2 separate regions of the Sus scrofa genome follow, and region 1 is linked to region 2. A link is a contact called in public Hi-C data. All regions are on one chromosome and are shown on one strand. Each heading gives the region's core, a stretch centred on a gene start, on an enhancer-like site or on the middle of the called end of the contact. The rest is flanking DNA. Distances are from core to core; before and after follow the strand shown.

What was found. A called contact is a pair of places that touch in the nucleus more often than the background predicts.
Region 1: a Hi-C map of omental adipose tissue shows a contact between it and region 2, with 8 times the contacts expected there. The contact joins the enhancer-like site here to the promoter of MAPK8 in region 2. A contact is called at or near these places in 4 of 47 Hi-C or Micro-C datasets (mesenteric adipose tissue, omental adipose tissue, retroperitoneal adipose tissue and 1 more).

The regions. Positions count from the first base shown.
Region 1 is chr14:105,852,093-105,856,981 of Sscrofa11.1, forward strand. The region is part of intron 1 of TBC1D12 (TBC1 domain family member 12); the gene reads left to right. Among named protein-coding and RNA genes, the nearest start is that of TBC1D12, 48 kb to the left of the region's middle. Within about 2 kb of position 1,824, at least 5 of the 83 cell types and tissues checked have an H3K27ac peak or open chromatin away from gene starts, as enhancers often do. A contact at or near this core is called in omental adipose tissue, where this site is marked.
Region 2 is chr14:88,986,855-88,991,386 of Sscrofa11.1, forward strand. MAPK8 (mitogen-activated protein kinase 8) reads left to right here and starts at 2,060. Exons shown (of 12, transcript XM_021073086.1): 1 at 2,060-2,238.

The sequences.
Region 1 (4,889 bases), core at 574-3,073, about 17 Mb after region 2:
CCCTTAACTAGACTAGGAAATTTCCATTCTATTCCTAGTTTTCTTTGTATTTTTAAAATCATGAATGGATTTAGGATATTGTCAAATGCACCAATTAATATGATTTTTTTTTCTTCTTTAGACTTTAATATGGTGGATTACATTGACTGGCTTTTGAATATTGAATGAGCTTTGCATTCTTGGAATAAATCCCACTTGATCTTACTTTTCTTTTTACTTTTTTTCACTTAAAAAATAAAAGCTTTAGGAGTTCCTGTCGTGGCTTAGTGGTTAATGAATTCGACTGGGAACCATGAGGTTGCAGGTTTGATCCCTGGCTTTACTCAATGGATTAAGGATCTGGCATTGCCATGAGCTATGGTGTAGGTTGCAGACTTGGCTCAGATCTTGTGTTGCTGTGGCTCTGGTGTAGGTCGGTGGCTACAGCTCCAATTAGACCCCTAGCCTGGGAACCTCCATATGCCACAGGTGCAGCCCTAAAAAGACAAAAAAAAGAAAAAAAGCTTTATCGAGATATAATTCACATACTATACAGCTCATCCATTTAAAGTGTACAACTCAGTGATTTCTAGTATATTCACAGTTGTGCAATCAGCACCACGATTTTAGAACTTTTATTATCACCCTCCAAAAAGCTGTATACTGATTATGAAGATTAGATATATGAGAAGACATTTTACTTTTATTATAAACAAAAACACTAACATTTATTTATGTAAAGCGTGAATGGAAAAGTATTCACACATGGTTGGTTTTATTCATCATTATCCCTACTTTCTCTTAGGGGTTAAAAGATATCTTACCTCCTGGTGACTAAAATATTTTGTCCATATTTTGCTGATATTGTTCCTTATTACTGCTTATATTCCTCTCTTAAAAGTTCTTTCCTGTATCCTTCTGATTTTCTTCTAGTGGGTTCTGTCTTCCCTGCGAATGTCTTAGGTACTACACTAGGCTTAGAGCAATGGAATTTTATTTCATGAAGCCTTTGATACAATATGTAATGAGTACGCAATGGAAAAGCAAGAATATTTTTATAATTATTTTTTTCTTTTCCCCCTTAATTCAATTATGTTTTATCCCTGCAGCAAAAGAATAAAAAGATATCTATCAGTAAGATATTGCCTGAAATTTATTTACTGAAAGAAACAGGCCTAACCATAAGGGGACTTGCTGACATGAACAAGCATTAAGAAAATATTTTATGAATTTGAACTGTTTAAATGGATATCAGGAAGTATTTTGGCAGTGTGTAAGATGAAAGAGAATAGGCATAGTTGCAAAAATCTTATGTCTTGATTGTTCTGCGGAGGACATGAACAAGATAACTGTGATTAGGAAGAATTGTGCGGGAGCCCTGGCTCCAAAATTTTATTATCTATGTGACCTCGGAAAGTGGCTCATGAACCTTTCTTGGGGGTTTTGGGGTGGCACATTGAATACTTGGAGAATGTGATGAAAGCTGTAAATAGCTGCCCAAGAAAAATGTTCATGAGCATATCATTTACTTCAAATTGTGCATACAGTTTGAGAAGTTTTATTAATCTCCTCTAGCCTATTCATGTAAGTTCATTGATTCCTTTTTTTTCTTTTTATAGCCACATCTGTGTCATATGGAAGTTCCCAGGCTAAGGGTCAGATCAGAGCTGCTGCTACTGGCTTAGCCTGTGCCACAGCAATGCTGGATCTGAGCCACATCTGTAGCCTGTACTGCAGCTTGTGGCAACACCAGATCCTTAACCCACTGAGCAAGGCCAGTGATCAAACCTGCATACTCATGGATACTGTGTTGGGCTCTTAACCTGCCAAGCCACAAGAGGAACTCCCTGTTCATTGATTCTTCCCCCTGCCCCCCGAGAGCCACACCCACAGCATGTGGAGGTTCCCAGGCCAGGAGTCAAATAGGAGCTGTTGCTGCTGGCCTCTGCCAGAGCTGCAGCAATGCCAGATCAGAGCCGCGTCTGCAACCTACACCACAGCTCACGGCAATGCCAGATCCTTAACCCATTGAGCAAGGCCAGGGATCGAACCCTCAACCTCATGGTTCCTAGTTGGATTTGTTTCCGCTGCGCCATGACAGGAACTCCTGTTCACTGATTCTTGATGAAGAACCTTTGACCTGGTTACTCTCTAAGGTTCCTGGCAGCTCTGAGGCACTTAAAAAAAAATTATAACCTTTACTTTCAGCATTGAAATTCTGTGTTTTTTTTTTTTTTTTGACAAAGAATAAATGATATTGAATTCTGTCCTTTTCTGATAGTTCTGATCTCTGGCAGTACTTAAGTTAGTTAAACAGTGTGTATTAAATTAACTTCTCTATTTTTGATTTTTAGGATTTGTAATCATGACAAAGACAAGATCTAAAAACAGCCTGAAAAAAACTTCTTGGAATTAAAAAAAGCCTAAGTTATCTGACAAAAACAAAAAAACTGCCTTTTTCTTTTTTTTTTTTTTTTTTTTTGCATATAGTCAGCTGAAAGTCTTTTTCAAGTGAAAAATGATTGAGGTTTGGAAAGAATGTAAGTAATCTTCATGCCAGATCTTTAATCCAAAATATTCAAGGGTGGCCAGAGTACTGCATCTTAAAGAGACAGTGCTTACACGTCTTTGAATTAAGTATGTAGTTAACTGTGGCATTCCATGTTCACTAGATAATGTTTTCTTTTTGGCCTTCTATTATACTTTGGGGAAACTTAAGTACAAAGTCCAGGAAGTTGCTATGTTCTCAGCAGTCCAACTTCTGCTAGACAGAGTTTGAAGATCAGGTCATGATTTCTAATTTTTTAAGCTGGTTTTACTCTCTTGATTAAAGTTGAACTTTTTCCTGTTTGGAAAAGTATTCTTATGCCTTTTTAATGCACAATTCCACTTAAGTGATGATTAGAATTTATCTAATGACTCTAAAAAGGTAAAATAGTCACATAGATATAAATGTTAGGCAAAAACAGTGGGGTTTTTTGTCTTCTAGAGCTGACAATATTATTGGCAGTAAAAAGATTCAGGATTAGGCAGTCACAGTTTTCTGTAGTGTCAAATTATACAATCTGAGAAAATATGGAATTTACATGGCTGTTGCTCAGATATGTGAGTTAGTGTGCCAATTCTTAAAGACCCAAGAACTGGAGAGTCTACTTTAGAAATTATGGGCAGAGAACTTACATGGTGTGAATAAGTTTTGCCCGTTTTTGCTTAGCTTTATCCTTTAATAGGGTGTAATAGTCAAGCGATCTGACTCTTTTATATCATCTGTAATTCTTTTAGTATAGTACAGGAAATGAAGAAATCATGGAAAAGTGAAACAGACACAGATATATGAAGCAAGTATTAACAAGCAAAAGCCAATCATCAACCTTTATCATAGAAACCACTAAGAGAGAGGCTTGGCCTTTTTTTTTTCTTTTCCCTTCTTTCTCTTCTAATCCCCACATCAGTATTTTCTTTGTATGCATCTTTTTCTCTATGTTTTCAGCAATTAAGAAACATTAAGCTTCTGTTTCTCAACTGTTGCTCTTTCTTAACTGGTGCAACAGATTTTCTTAATTTCTTTTTGTTATAAAGAGAGGACACAAGTTAGTGAAGAGAATGGAAGATTGTGTTTGTGTCTCTTCATGTGTATGTAGGTGGTTTTCTTTGCAAACAGCATTGATTGGTGGTGGAGAGTGAATTTAATGGAGGAAAGATGGATTACTACTACCATTCCCTATTCTCTGTATATACTGAAAAAAATGTGTCACAGAATGAAACACACAAAAAAACTGCAAACTAGAAAACATAGTTTTTAATATTTCCCATATATGTAAAGCAATAAGACATCTTTCCACCTATAAAAACTCGACTGTTGGGGTTTGGGAAGAACACGTAGTTATCAGCCCATCTGAGTTTGTAATCAGTAGAGAAAAAGACATGGACATAGGACACAGACATATGGGCCCTCAAAACATCAGCTTTAATACTGATGAAATCTGGGTTGAAAGACATGCCTTTTGGTGGGCAGTAGGCCTCCTAATGCTTCACCCAAATTAAATTTATGCAGCTAATCACTAGCACAGCAGGCCTTTCCTATGGAGATGGGAAACGGAGGGATGCAGAGAAAGCAGCCTGCATATTAGAAAAGTAGAGCACATTGTGTCTTCTCTGCTATGACAGGCAGCAATGTCTGTCACCAAAATTTCTTCCCCTCAGTTTGAGATAAATAAGGGGGCAGGGAGAAGCTAGAAGTGTCCCTCTCCCCTGCCCCTCCTCTGCAACATGAAACAGGCAGAATGAATGACCCTTCCCCCAGCACTGCCATATAAATCTCATTTAGACCATCAAGTTCTGCCTCCAGAATATAGGAAGATTTGTCCTCTTTCAGGTGTGGGTGCTTGAACATGTTTAGTTTGTTTTGCAAAGAAACCTTTAATGTTGCTTTAAATTTAAGAACTTTGGAGTTGGCCCTGCCCGGTGGGTTGAGAATTGGGGTGTTGCTACAAGCCGAGGTGTAGGTTGCAGTGGCTGGGATCTGGCCTTATTGTGGCTGGGGCATAGACCGGCAGCTGCACCTGTCCAATTTGACTCCTAGTCTGGGAACTTCCATATGCCTCGGTTGCGGCCTTTAAGATAAAAAAATAAAACCTTTAAAATTTTTGAATGTCTTAGGGGATAGGAAAAAGGGTGGGGGAGTGCAAATTGTGTGTGTGTGTGTGTGTGTGCTCTTGCATGCCCCTGCATATTTGGTTTGAAAAGGTGATGAGGAATCTAGTCCCACACATTTATTTGCATTGAGACCTCAACTTTCCCAGTCCCCTGACAGTGGACTGGGCGGGACAAGGGATTGGGTGTGAGAAGAACAATGGAGTATGGCACATTGTTAGTCTAGTTATATGTTTTCTTATTGTGTTTTACCCTTA
Region 2 (4,532 bases), core at 810-3,309:
CAATATTGCATTCATCTTTGGCCACAAGCAAGAAATCTATGATTTTCCTTGATGACTACCTTTCCTTCACTGCCCACCTAATCCATCAGCAAGTTCTGTGTATTGGATCTCCTAAAATGTCTTCAGATCCTTACTCTTACTGTTTCCACGACTATCACCCTAGACCAAGCCTCTGCCGTCCGTTATCTAGACTACTCCTATATCTAACTGGCCTCCTTCCAACAAGGAATCCTTTTAAGATGCCATTCTGACCATGCCATCCCCTTTGCTGAAGCATGTCAGGAGCTTCCCATTGCACTTAGGATAAAGACAAGAGTTTCAGCATAGGTAGTATGGCTGTACTAGAATTGGTCCTTTTCCACCCTTCCAAACTTCATCTCATAGCTCCTTCTTCCTTGCTCTTCCACCAGCACCTGGCTTTCCTCAGTTTTTACCTCTGTCTAAAATATTTTCTGTCTAGTTGAATCTATTCTTAGTTCAAGAGGCAGGTCCTCAAGGAAGACTTTCCTGGCTTTATTAACTCTATCAGTTTGTCCCATAATTCTATATATGCATATAAATTTGTATTATGATGCAGTGATCATTTTGTATTTGTTTACTGTTATTTCTATTGTAATATAAGTCTATAAGCTCCATCCTATTGCCAATGTTAGCACAGTACCGGGCACAGAATGGGTATGTAGTATGTATTTCTTTAAGAAACAAAGGAAGGAAATAAAGAAGCCCTGAGAGGGAGGGAGGAATTGGGGAGAAAATGAATAAATGAACATGCACATTAATGCTTCATTTCAGAATCACTGGAAATAGGCCAGCCCAACATAACATGGAAAATAATCTACATGACTTCATTCATTTCTTCAACAAATATCTGGAGTTCCCATCCTAGCTCAGTGGTTATTGAACCCAACTAGTATCCATGAGGATGCAGGTTCGATTCCTGGCCTCACTCAGGGGATTAAGGATTTGGTGTTGCCGTGAGCTGTGGTGTAGGCTGGCAGCTACAGCTCTGATTAGACCCCTAGCTTGGGAACCTCCATATGCCATGGGTGTGGCCCTAAAAAAAGATCCCCCCAAAAAAACCCCGAAATATGTATTTTTCATTATTAAAATAATATACTTTTTTCTGATTATGAACATAACTTGGAAACCATGGAAAAATACTCAAAGTACAAGGAGAATCAATTTACAGCTCAATGATGAATTACTGTTAAAATAAGTTGTCATGTTTCCAGTTTTTTCCTTTTATACACAGTATATAAGCAGGATCATCATCTAACTATCTATATATATAATATACATAGGCTTGATTCTTTCTCTTAATGAAGTATGATGAACATTCTCCTGTGTGGTTAAGAATCCCTTGAACACACGGCATTTAAATTGCTAAAATGTGTTCTTTTGCAAACATGCATGTAATATAGACATCTTTCCACTGGTCAGATATTTAAGGACTTGCCAATTTATCACTTCTACAACAAACATATACATGCTTTGAGGGGCCCAAAGACAAATAGGGCAATGCATGGAATCTTGTAGGAAGTGGATCTGGGGAAAACAGGAGGCAGCTTTTTCCAGGTGGCTGAAGAGAATATTTGCTCGTGGGTTGTTAGGCCTGGAGTAGATGTCCTCAGAATGGGACGTACTGTCAGTCAAGGTAAAGAGCCCTCCGTCACTCAGATGCTTGACCAGGCCGGGGTGCCTGCTCCCTGGGCGGGTCTGGCCTAAGCGCACTGACCTTCAAACCCTGAGGCAAAGAACCCCAGAGGCTTTGCCTAGGAATAGCGTACTGCCCAGGTACACATACTAGGCTCTCGGGCCATATGCCGCCACGTGCCAGGATCAGGGCCCCGCCCCATCCAGCTTCCCGCCACGCCCCTCACAGTCCGCATTCAGAGGCTCTCCCCGCAGCTCCGCCTCCCGGCGACCTCCGCAAGTCCTCCCGGCCCCCTAGAGTAGCCCCTCCCCCGGATGCGGGCCCCGCCCCCGCAATCCGGGCCCCGGGGCTGCCCCGCCCCGCGGCCCGTTCGCGAAGCGCGGGGGCGGGGCCCTGCGCGATGACGTGGGCGGGCGTGCGCCGTGACGGGCAGCGTCTCTGTTACTCAGCTGAGCGGCCGAGGCCGGACGACGCTGCCCGGAGCGCGGAGCCGCGAGCAGCGCTGGGTAACGGCCGCGGCGACCGCCGGGACGGCGCCAGTCTCCACCGCCTAGGTTTTCTGTTGCCGTTCGCTGCGCTGCCAGGTGAGTGTGGTGAGAGCTTGAGGGCCAGAGCCGGCGGCCCCGCGGTGTTTATGTTATTGTGCCGCCGCCGCCGCCACCGCCGCCGCCTCTCTTCAGCCGTGACCCCCTCCCGGGAGTGGGGGCGGGAGCTCGCGGCGGGCGGGGGGCGCGCGGCCCGCGTGGGTGGCGCGGGAACAATAGCTGCGGGATAGGCGGGGGCCGCCCTGGGGGCGTGAGGCTGCGGGACCCTGGCGCGCCCCGCCTGCCCCCCACTCGCCCCCCGCCTGCCTCTCCAGCTCCGCCCGTCGGTCCTCAGGCGTTCTCCTAGCGCGGGTCCGGCGTCCGCGTATGGAGGGATAAATGAAACGGGAGGTTGGTGGCAAGTTCTGAAATACTTCGGCGAAGGTCGGAACGGAGGCGCCTAGGCGGCCCGCCGCGCCCTGGCTGCCTTCCCCGGCAGTGGAGAGCCGGGGAAAGCGTTCCGGTGGCCGGGACCCGACGCCTGCCCGGAGCCCACGGGAACAGTGTTTTGTTTCTCGGTGGTTTCTTTGTGCTTATGTTGTGGGCGAACGCAGGCGGCGGCGCAGAAAGACTGAGGTGGCCTTCAGCAGGGCTGCGAGGGAGAGCCCGGGCCGGTGGCTTGGGCGGGAGGTGCCCGTCAGGCTCGGCGCGAGCTTCAGTGGTCAGCGCGCATTTCTCATGAGGGTCACTCGGTGGTGACCTTTTGACTTTTTCACCCCACCCTCCCTTCTCTTTGTCTTGCACTTCTGTTCACAATCCTTAGGTCGTAGAACCGGGTCTATTTCAAGGTACCGTGATGAACACAAAAGTGTTTTATTTTCATTTTAATTTCTGAAAGTTTCCTATCATGTGTTTACTGTGGACTTAATAACATGTTGACTGCACGTTATCAGACAATGTCAATTGCTTACTATTTTTACCTCTGAAATTCAGTGATCTTTCCCGAAGAATTCTGGTCTGTCAGTCCATTGTGTTTTAAGATAAGCATCCAGCAAGTACCCCCTTGGTAATTAGAACATCTGTTTATTTCATTCATTCATTCATTCATTCATTCAACAACTGTTCAGTACTCTACCCAGATGGAGAGTTTGAGGGTAAAGACAAATATCCTTTAATGGAAGAAGATACTTTGAATGGATGTACCTTTAAATGAGATTTAAATGAAATTATGTAAGTAATGTGTGTTAAAGAAGGTATAGCTATATTCTGGGTCATTTTACTGTTTTGGTAGTACATCTGGAATGTTAGGCGTAACCTTAAATGTATTAGGAAGTAGAGTTATATTTGGTCTAAATGTACAGCTTTCATGTATTTCTTTACAGTCATGTGTAATGTTTACTTCAGAATCCTCTGCTGTGGGTTAAGCCTAGGAGGTTAGATGCTGTGAGTGAACATGTTTAGTGCTGTACCTGACATAACCAAGCAGTCAGAATGGGACTTCCTTCAGGACAGGCCTGTCTTGGATCTGTGTCTCCAACACCTAGCCTGGAATATAGTAAGTGTTAAATAAAACTCAGATCACTGAAAAGCTCTTTACAATTGATAATATTGAAACTCAAGCCTTAACAAAAAGCATTTAATGTTCTTCGTAAAGTTTTGGAAGCCTCATGCAAACGGGTCACATCCAGATGGCTAAATGATCAGTTCGTATATATATTGTCTGTCACAACAGTAAGGGTTTTTGAATCACTTCAGTATCAATTTTTTTTCCTTATTACTTCTGAACTATCCTAAACTTAAATCTTGCTAAAATATTTTTTACTCTGTGTGTCTGTGTATGTGATATGTATATTTCAGTGATATTTCAGTAAGCCTCTAAAATGATTATTTATCCTTTTGTGAATATTACTTGAAATGTTTCTCGATACTCCTTTAAGTGGAAAAGTTAGACCAAAAGAAACAAATGGCATAAAAGTTTTATTAGAAATCCTTAATATCTAATTACATTTTATTAAAGTTTGTTAGAAATGTTTTGGACTAATAGTATTAGGCATATGGGTCTAAAACTCAAAATAATATTTATCCACAGTACATGTCTTTTCTTCTCCCTACTTAATATGTTTTAGCACTTATTTTGGATATGAAAGAATTTGAGGTGAGCTTAAGAGTGCAAATAAAGAAATAAAGTGATACTTTATTAAGATAGGGATGAAAATCTTGAGATACTAAACTTTTATTGCTTTACCTAGTTAAAGTATGTTAAATTCCAGTAAGGGTTACTGATACAAATCCTCTGGTCAGGCTTTAGGTGACAAACCCAAAGTGTTTTTGCTTTGTTTTCTAAACTCTGTTGG